2 separate regions of the Rattus norvegicus genome follow, and region 2 is linked to region 1. Evidence: chromatin contacts called from public Hi-C data. All regions are on one chromosome and are shown on one strand. The core of a region is the stretch at or near the end of the contact, and the rest is flanking DNA. Distances in the headings are between cores, read along the strand shown. Region 1 overlaps Robo1 (roundabout guidance receptor 1). Region 2 overlaps Robo1 (roundabout guidance receptor 1).

Region 1 (3,778 bases), core at 358-2,857:
CTAAAAAAAAATCATTGATCCAATTTCAAAATGGTGGTGCTTAATTTAAATTCCTACTTTTCTGGAGCTCTCCTTTCTTCTTTGAAATGATAAATAGTCCTTAAATATGTAAGTACTGTTAAATGTTTAGCAAAACTTAGAGCCTAGTAGTATAGAATTAAATGCTCAAGTACTGGAATTCCTGGCATATGTTGAAGCCCCACTCCCCCCCCCCCAAAAAAAAACAACAAAACAAAACAAAAAAAAAACAATTCATGAGTACTAAAACTTCTCTGAGGTCTGGGATGCTTCAGTGTGAAAAGTATTTGACATACAAGCATAAAAACTTAAGTTCTGATTCCCAACATCCTTGTAAAAGACTGGGTGTGGCAGTACTCCACTTTAAAACTCAGTGCTGAATGGACGAGCCAAGTGGATCATTTCCTCTGGACTCCTGGCCAGCCAGCCCAGCCAGAAACGGCAAGCGCCAGGTTCAGCAAAGAGATGCTGTCTCAAAAGAAATGTGGAGAAGCAACTGAAAAAGACATTCTTATTTCAAGATCTGGATTCCCGAAGCCTATCTGCACACACATTTGCACATGCATACTATACGCGCGCCCGTGCGCGCGCACACACACACACACACACACACACACACACACACACACACACGCACACAAATAGAGAAAAAGAAAGAAATATTAATACAGTTTTGCTCAAGAAATCAAAAGTTACAGCCCCGCTTCCCCAATCATAATCCATTACTAGATCCAAACTGCTTCTGGAACATTTCATTATGAAGTATCAGTTGTTTCAAGGAATACCCCAAGGGGAAAGAAGACCGTGCTGAAGTAGACTTTTCCCCCCGACCTTCATTTGTTCCTTCGGAGCCAGATGATTTAACACTTAAGCCTGAATCATAGTCTATTTCTCTATGCTCATAATCAGACTCGGCATTTATATAGTACTTATTTTATACCAGAAATCATTGTTAATGCTCGAGAGCTTTTAGGGATTTAATCCTTACAACATCCCAACGGAGCAAATAGTATTTATTTTCACAATTTCATTTTTATAGATGAAGAAAGCGAGGCTCGGGGAATACTTTACATGCCCAAGGTCACACAGCTGTGGAAGTGATGAAATCAGAATTCAAAAGGAAAGAAATCTGCTCCACAGATCAAGCTTGTGAGCAGTATTAAAACCCACCCTTTAGAAAGAAAAAATAAACCGTGGACTCAGACCAGCTAATCCTTCTGGGAACGTAAGGAAGAGGCTAGAGAGCGTGCTCACGGACTACGAAAACACCTCCCTGGGATTGCGTGCATTACGTGTTCGTTATACTGACCTGCAGGTGAAATTGGCTTCCGCGTCTTAAGTCGAGCAAAGCCTGGAAGGAGAACTCAAATGCAACACCTACAGGAATAACTTTCGGCCCTGTAATTCCAGCACGTTAGTTCTGGGGCTCAGTAATTATTCTTAAGTGAGACTCATTTAAAACAAGATGAAAATTAAGGGATATGATTTGGTGATGTGTGGTGGTTTTAAAAGTCTTGTGCTCTCGCCAAACCACCCTGTCCTCGGGGAGTTCATTAGGATCTGACTAGCCTCGTGGCGTCTCTACTTCAAATGGGTGCTCTGACCACAGATATATATGCAGCTTCTCTGTAGTTGCAGTTTTCAGTTAGGCAAATGTTGCAGATAAACAGCTTCATTATTTTCCTCTGCTACTGGAGATAATTGTATAAATTGTACCTAAAATCTATATAAACTATGATCACGTTGTAATTACCCCCAATTAATGTTTTAATTAACATAATGGCCCTCTCTTTTTAACTAAATACCGAAAGCTCTAACCCTCTGAAATGAAATACACATTACTCATGGCACATGCCTCCAGCAGGTCTCCCCCGAAGTCTACACAGAGGTCTCATGACTCACAGGCAGGCTTGGTTATGTGTACTCTTAACTTCCTTTGTAAACCTAACCATGAACATTTAAACGCGTGCTTCTCTGCTTGCTAGAAACAGAGAAAGAAGACTGTTTCCTAACATGTTTATAATCTTAAGGCTAAAAATAGAGCATAAAATTCCTGATTCCTTACGATGTGCATTTACACCTCATGTTTAGACCACGAAGACCGCAGGGAGTAGAAATAAAGAGAAAAAAAATCAAGGAATATAGAAAATTAGCTGTCCCGGCCCAAGGGAACATCAACGGAGACCCTGAAGAGGGGAGTGGGAATGAATGGGACAAGAGACATGAGAAGTGGAGACAAGACAGTATTCTGATCAAGTCTCATTTAATAAGGGAAAAAGCACTTGCTTATAAAAAAATCAAACAACGCAAACTGGTCATCAGGGGAACAATAAACATACGTCACATCAGAAACCATCGGCATAACTTTTGATTTCCCAAAAACTTCCAACCTACAAGTTTCAATTTCCTGACGCTTCTAACTAACAATAGAGTGAAACTCATTCTTGTGCAGAAAGAAGTCATCAGGAAGTCTCCTGTATTCTTGACTGGTGGTAACCCCCATGTATGTTACTTGGAAACAAGTCCCATGAAGTGGAAAAGACCTAGCTCAGACAAAGAAAGGCATAAGCAGACCGGGTGTCACCACACAATTAGCCATTATGCTTTATGAAGACTCTCTAAAGTCCCTAATGTATACCAATATGCTACAAAAGGAAGTAATCTGCAAGGGCCAAATTTTAGGTTCTTAGAAATAAAGACATGTTATGTTTTTCAAAGGAGATGTGCCTGAAACTCATAGTTCAGCCCAGAAAGCGTTAAAATATCCTATCTAGTCAAAGAAATTCTAGTCTCTCATGGGCAAGCCCTGAGACCTTGAGGATCTCTTCTGGTCACTGATTTTTATTATAAATGGAAAAACCAACCACCGAGTGGCCCAGGTACCAGTGAATGTCAGAACCATAGAAGCAGAAACAAGTTAGAATCAGAATCGTCAGGGTGCACAGACGTAAAGAAGCAGCAGCATCCGTGACATAGATTAGGTTAAAGATTGGGAATAGTGTATTCTTTACTCGTGTATACTTTTAGTGTTTTATGTATTCACATGTAACTTAGCAGAAATCGTCACATAATTATTATGTTAACTGCAGAACGATACGTTCTTCATAACAATGATCACCTGAAGACACCATTTGCCATTGGCCATCCCTAAGCTGAAATGCAATGAGCAGGAAGGAAGAACTTTGCTGTCATTGAGACATCTTATGGACTTAGAAAAGATGTTAAATTGAGACATGATCTGTCAATAGGTTTGGATTAATGGCGCTATAAATCCGAGATCAAGGATTAGGTCAATGTGGTTTACTTCTGAAGTAATGAGTGTGGCCCATCCCTTAAAAATAAAATGTAAGTACTGTGGGATGCTGTGTGGACAGAAACCACAATTGGAGGTTTTTTTAAGCGTAAAAACAAACATCTGATATTTGGTGGTGTTCACAAAGCTTGCAATGCTGATCCGTTTACTGTCATTTCTACAGTAGTATGAACGGAGATTGTGTAGATTTGATGCTTTTCGACTGTAGAGGAAGAATATGATGAGATCTACAAATCTACACTGTTGCAGGTTGATTGTTGCCAGTTGACGTGAGGGACTACTGAAATATGAATAAGTATGTCAACTCCATCCAAAGAAGTCATATTCTATGAAAGCTACTCGGTGGGACTGATCATTAATATAGTTAAGTCCTCAAGTCAGAGGTGCTCAGATGCATTATCGTACAACCAAGATGTGAACTATGCATCGCATTTTTTATTGGATATT
Region 2 (3,778 bases), core at 827-3,326, 620 kb after region 1:
GGTTTAGGTTACTATTTAAAAAGGTGAAAAAGTCTTGCTGTGTGGCCTTTAATCCCAGTACCTGTGAGACAAAGACAGATGGTTCTCCAGGTTTGACGTCAGCCTGGTCAACATAGTGAGTGCCAAGACAGCCAGAACAACACAGAGAAACCATGTCTTGAAAGAGAGATGATGGATGGATAGACAGACAGACAGACAAACAGACATAGAGGCATAGATAAAATTAAAAATAAAAACAGTAGGTTTGCTGTGTGATATATCTCTGCATGCGTGTGCTTTTCTGTGTTTTTTTCTTTAAAAACATTCTCTAACATTTGTTTTGCTCTGCCATGCCTTATCTTCTTATTTGCTTGTTTTATAAATCAGAAAAAGAAGGCATCGCATTCTATGAACAGAGAGGTGGGGTGGAATTAGGAGGAGAAGAGTAAATTGTAAGCTAAATATATTGTATGGGGAAAGCATATTTTCAATTAAAAGAAAACAGTAGTGACTGAATGCATTTGCCGTGCGTGTTTATTGGAGTATGGGGTAGTGGAGGGTGCTAGGCTTGGACGTCAGCCTCACTTAGCTATTGGGATTAGCCTACCAGCCATATGATCCTGAGGCACTTTCCAGAGACCCTGATCCGTTAGATGTGGGGATGCTACTTTTTAACCCATGTATATATTTCAATAGAAAAATCACTCAACATCCTAGACATTGCTCAGTGGATAAAGGGCTAGCCTCGCAAGTGTGGAGAATGGAGTTTGTATGCACACAACCAATGTTAAAGCTGAGTTCAGGGTGAGGTGTTCAGCCTGTAATCCAAGCATTCAGGAGATCAGAGAGGATTTCCTGCAAAGCCTGCTGTCTGGACTGGCCACACCTAAAATCTGTGCTTCAGGAAGTGGCTGCTTCATAAATAAAGCAGAGAGCAATATTAAGGCACTCAACATCAACCTTTGGATTCTGCACTCACATGCGTGGGCATGCATGCACATCTGCTTATGTTCATGTGTGCTCTCACACATACCCCACATACATGTGGATACAGATATCTCAAACACTTGTGTACACACACACACACACACACACACACACACACACACTCCCAAAAGAAGAAAGAAAGGAGGGAGGGAGGGAGGCAGGGAGGCAGGCATGTAGGTAGCAGACCATTCTGAGATAAAGACAGCAAGTTCAATTCTGTTTATAAAGGAAAGTCCAATGCACCTTTTAACATTCAAAATGGTCAGACTTTCTGCATGGTGGCTTCATGTGATGGCGCTGGTGGTTGCTGTTAGAGAGAAAACAATTATGAAATCAAGTTGACCTTGGTTCATTCATTAAAATCTGTCCCATACATTTCTGTGGGACAGACTTATTAAATGGCTCTGTTGCTTGTGCTTCCTTATGTTTACAGTATTCTTTCCTCTTCGTTATAAGCCTCCTTCACCAGCCACAGCCCGTATTCAATTTCTGAACGCTTACTTGGTCCCTAGATAATGTAGCAGGCCCAGACCCAGTTTGTCATTTGAAAGGCCTTGTACCTCGTTTTAATATTCCTAATCAGTGCATAATGTAAATGCATTCTGAATAACGCATGTCTCCACTTTAATTACTTGTTTAATTATCTTTAGTTTTTTTTTTCTTTTTCAAAGCCTACAGCAATGGCTGTTGCTCAGATGATTAGAAAATTGCTTCCAGTTGCAGAAATCTATTTCCTGTTGTTTCTCTTGGCAGTGATTGCGGACCGGCCTCCCCCAGTCATCCGACAAGGTCCTGTGAATCAGACTGTAGCAGTGGATGGTACTTTAACTCTCAGCTGTGTGGCCACAGGCAGTCCCGTGCCCACAATTCTGTGGAGGAAGGATGGAGTCCTTGTTTCAACCCAAGATTCTCGGATCAAACAGCTGGAGAGCGGGGTCCTGCAGATCCGCTACGCTAAGGTAACTTGCAAAGGCTTCATGGACTTCCTACTCGGTTCCTCTTTACTTTTACAGGCAACAACTAGCATTGAAATACTGTCACCTAGATGAAATACTAAATAAAAATACTAATACATTCTAATGGTATGCATCATTTGTTCAGGCATGCCACTGTGCCTGCTTGAGGTGACTTGACTCATAAGTTACGGCAAGTAATTTAAGGTCCTGTGGAGACAGAAGAAGATGCTTTGGAAGACGTATTAAGGAAAATGGTTGGAGACCTGAGAGAGGGAGTGTGTACACTGCGTGTTTGCAGGTGTGTGTGTGCGTGTGTGCGTGTGTGCGTGTGTGTGTGTGAGAGAGAGAGAGAGGGGGAGGGAGAGAGAGAGGATATGCAGGCATTCTGTAAGTAACCAGCCAGGAAAATGTTCTAGTATTGCTTTATGTACAGTGGATTTGAGCAGTCTTTCTGTTTGAACTACTTGGCCCAGCATTTTGGAATTACAAAGTATCATTCACATGGACAGCGCTTATAAAGTCATATATATGCTAACTCAGTGCCCATTTCAAATCAGAATGCTGCGTGATAAAAAGCCCACAGATTGGTGGGGACAAACATGGGGATTTGCCATCCCAGGTCACCTCATCATCTGTTCCTTCAGGACCAGTTTACATTGTTTTGATTTTGATTTTCTTTTGTGGTCTTGTTCTGACAAGCTTCTGAGGCATATGAAACAAGCGTCCTGGGTTGCAATCCGCATTCATTTCCACTGCCTGGATCTGGATCGTGGGTGGATCCTTTGGAGTTCTGAATGAACAGCAGAGCTGTTGTGTGCCACCAGGGTTGCGGTGTTGTACCTCTTTGTGGCAACCGTTGCCACATTGTTCTTCTCTCTCGCCAGAGCCAGATGACAATGTTATCTGGAGATAAGAGTTGTTAAATTAATCAGAAGTATATGGCTTTAGCATGCTGTTCCCGGTTTTTGGCTGAGCCCGAGTTTACTTTGGGCTTCCGTTTTCAGAAGGGAGAGAGAGTGCTTGTTCCAGCAAGGGCTTTGGTTTTATATCTGACATCTCAAGTTTTATAATAAGGGGAGAGGGGTGTAGAGTGAACAATTTAAGATAGTGTATAATTCGGTTTTTCCCAATCTTTGATGCTAAACCTAGTCTGTTAAAGAACTATCTATCACACACACACACACACACACACACACACACACACACACACACACACACACAGAGAGAGAGAGAGAGAGAGAGAGAGAGACATCAGTTATGATAACCATATAAAAGGCTCTTTATTTCTGTCTTCTTGCAATATTTTTTTTTATGTTTCAAGAAAAAATACATTTAATTACAGGGACATTTCTGGTTCGCAGATTTTAATGTATATTTCTGTATTCGTGGGCTATAGACAACCCGGTAATTGTTTTTCCAGCCCAGAAAGGTCTTGATGATTCCAAACATTTCTTTTCCCTGTGCCTTCGCAGCTGGGTGACACCGGTCGGTACACCTGCACTGCTTCGACCCCCAGTGGTGAGGCCACGTGGAGCGCTTACATCGAAGTCCAGGGTAAATACATACATTTCGTCTTAAAACTTTTGGTGACAAACAAGGCCAATATCCTGGTCTACAGGAAGGCAAGTTAATGTGTGGCCTGCATTCATGTGCCAATTTGTGTACATATAAAATTGTTTCCCCCTTTCACTCTTGTTAGAATTTGGAGTTCCAGTTCAACCTCCAAGACCCACCGACCCCAATTTAATCCCCAGTGCGCCTTCAAAGCCTGAAGTCACAGATGTGAGCAAAAACACAGTCACTTTATTGTGGCAGCCTAACCTGAACTCAGGAGCAACCCCAACGTCTTATATTAT

The links. A called contact is a pair of places that touch in the nucleus more often than the background predicts.
Region 2: a contact with region 1 is called in a Hi-C map of the A7r5 cell line, with 4 times the contacts expected there. The contact joins two enhancer-like sites. A contact is called at or near these places in 9 of 12 Hi-C or Micro-C datasets (the A7r5 cell line, Schwann cells, frontal cortex and 5 more).

Annotation. Positions count from the first base shown.
Region 1 is chr11:24,411,639-24,415,416 of GRCr8, forward strand. All of the region lies in intron 2 of Robo1 (roundabout guidance receptor 1), which reads left to right. Among named protein-coding and RNA genes, the nearest start is that of Robo1, 350 kb to the left of the region's middle. Within about 2 kb of position 1,608, at least 2 of the 93 cell types and tissues checked have an H3K27ac peak or open chromatin away from gene starts, as enhancers often do. A contact at or near this core is called in the A7r5 cell line, where this site is marked.
Region 2 is chr11:25,026,560-25,030,337 of GRCr8, forward strand. It overlaps Robo1 (roundabout guidance receptor 1), which reads left to right. Exons shown (of 31, transcript NM_022188.3): 11 at 1,720-1,925; 12 at 3,395-3,476; 13 at 3,622-3,778. Among named protein-coding and RNA genes, the nearest start is that of Trnav-aac31, 83 kb to the right of the region's middle. Within about 2 kb of position 2,077, at least 3 of the 93 cell types and tissues checked have an H3K27ac peak or open chromatin away from gene starts, as enhancers often do. A contact at or near this core is called in the A7r5 cell line, where this site is marked.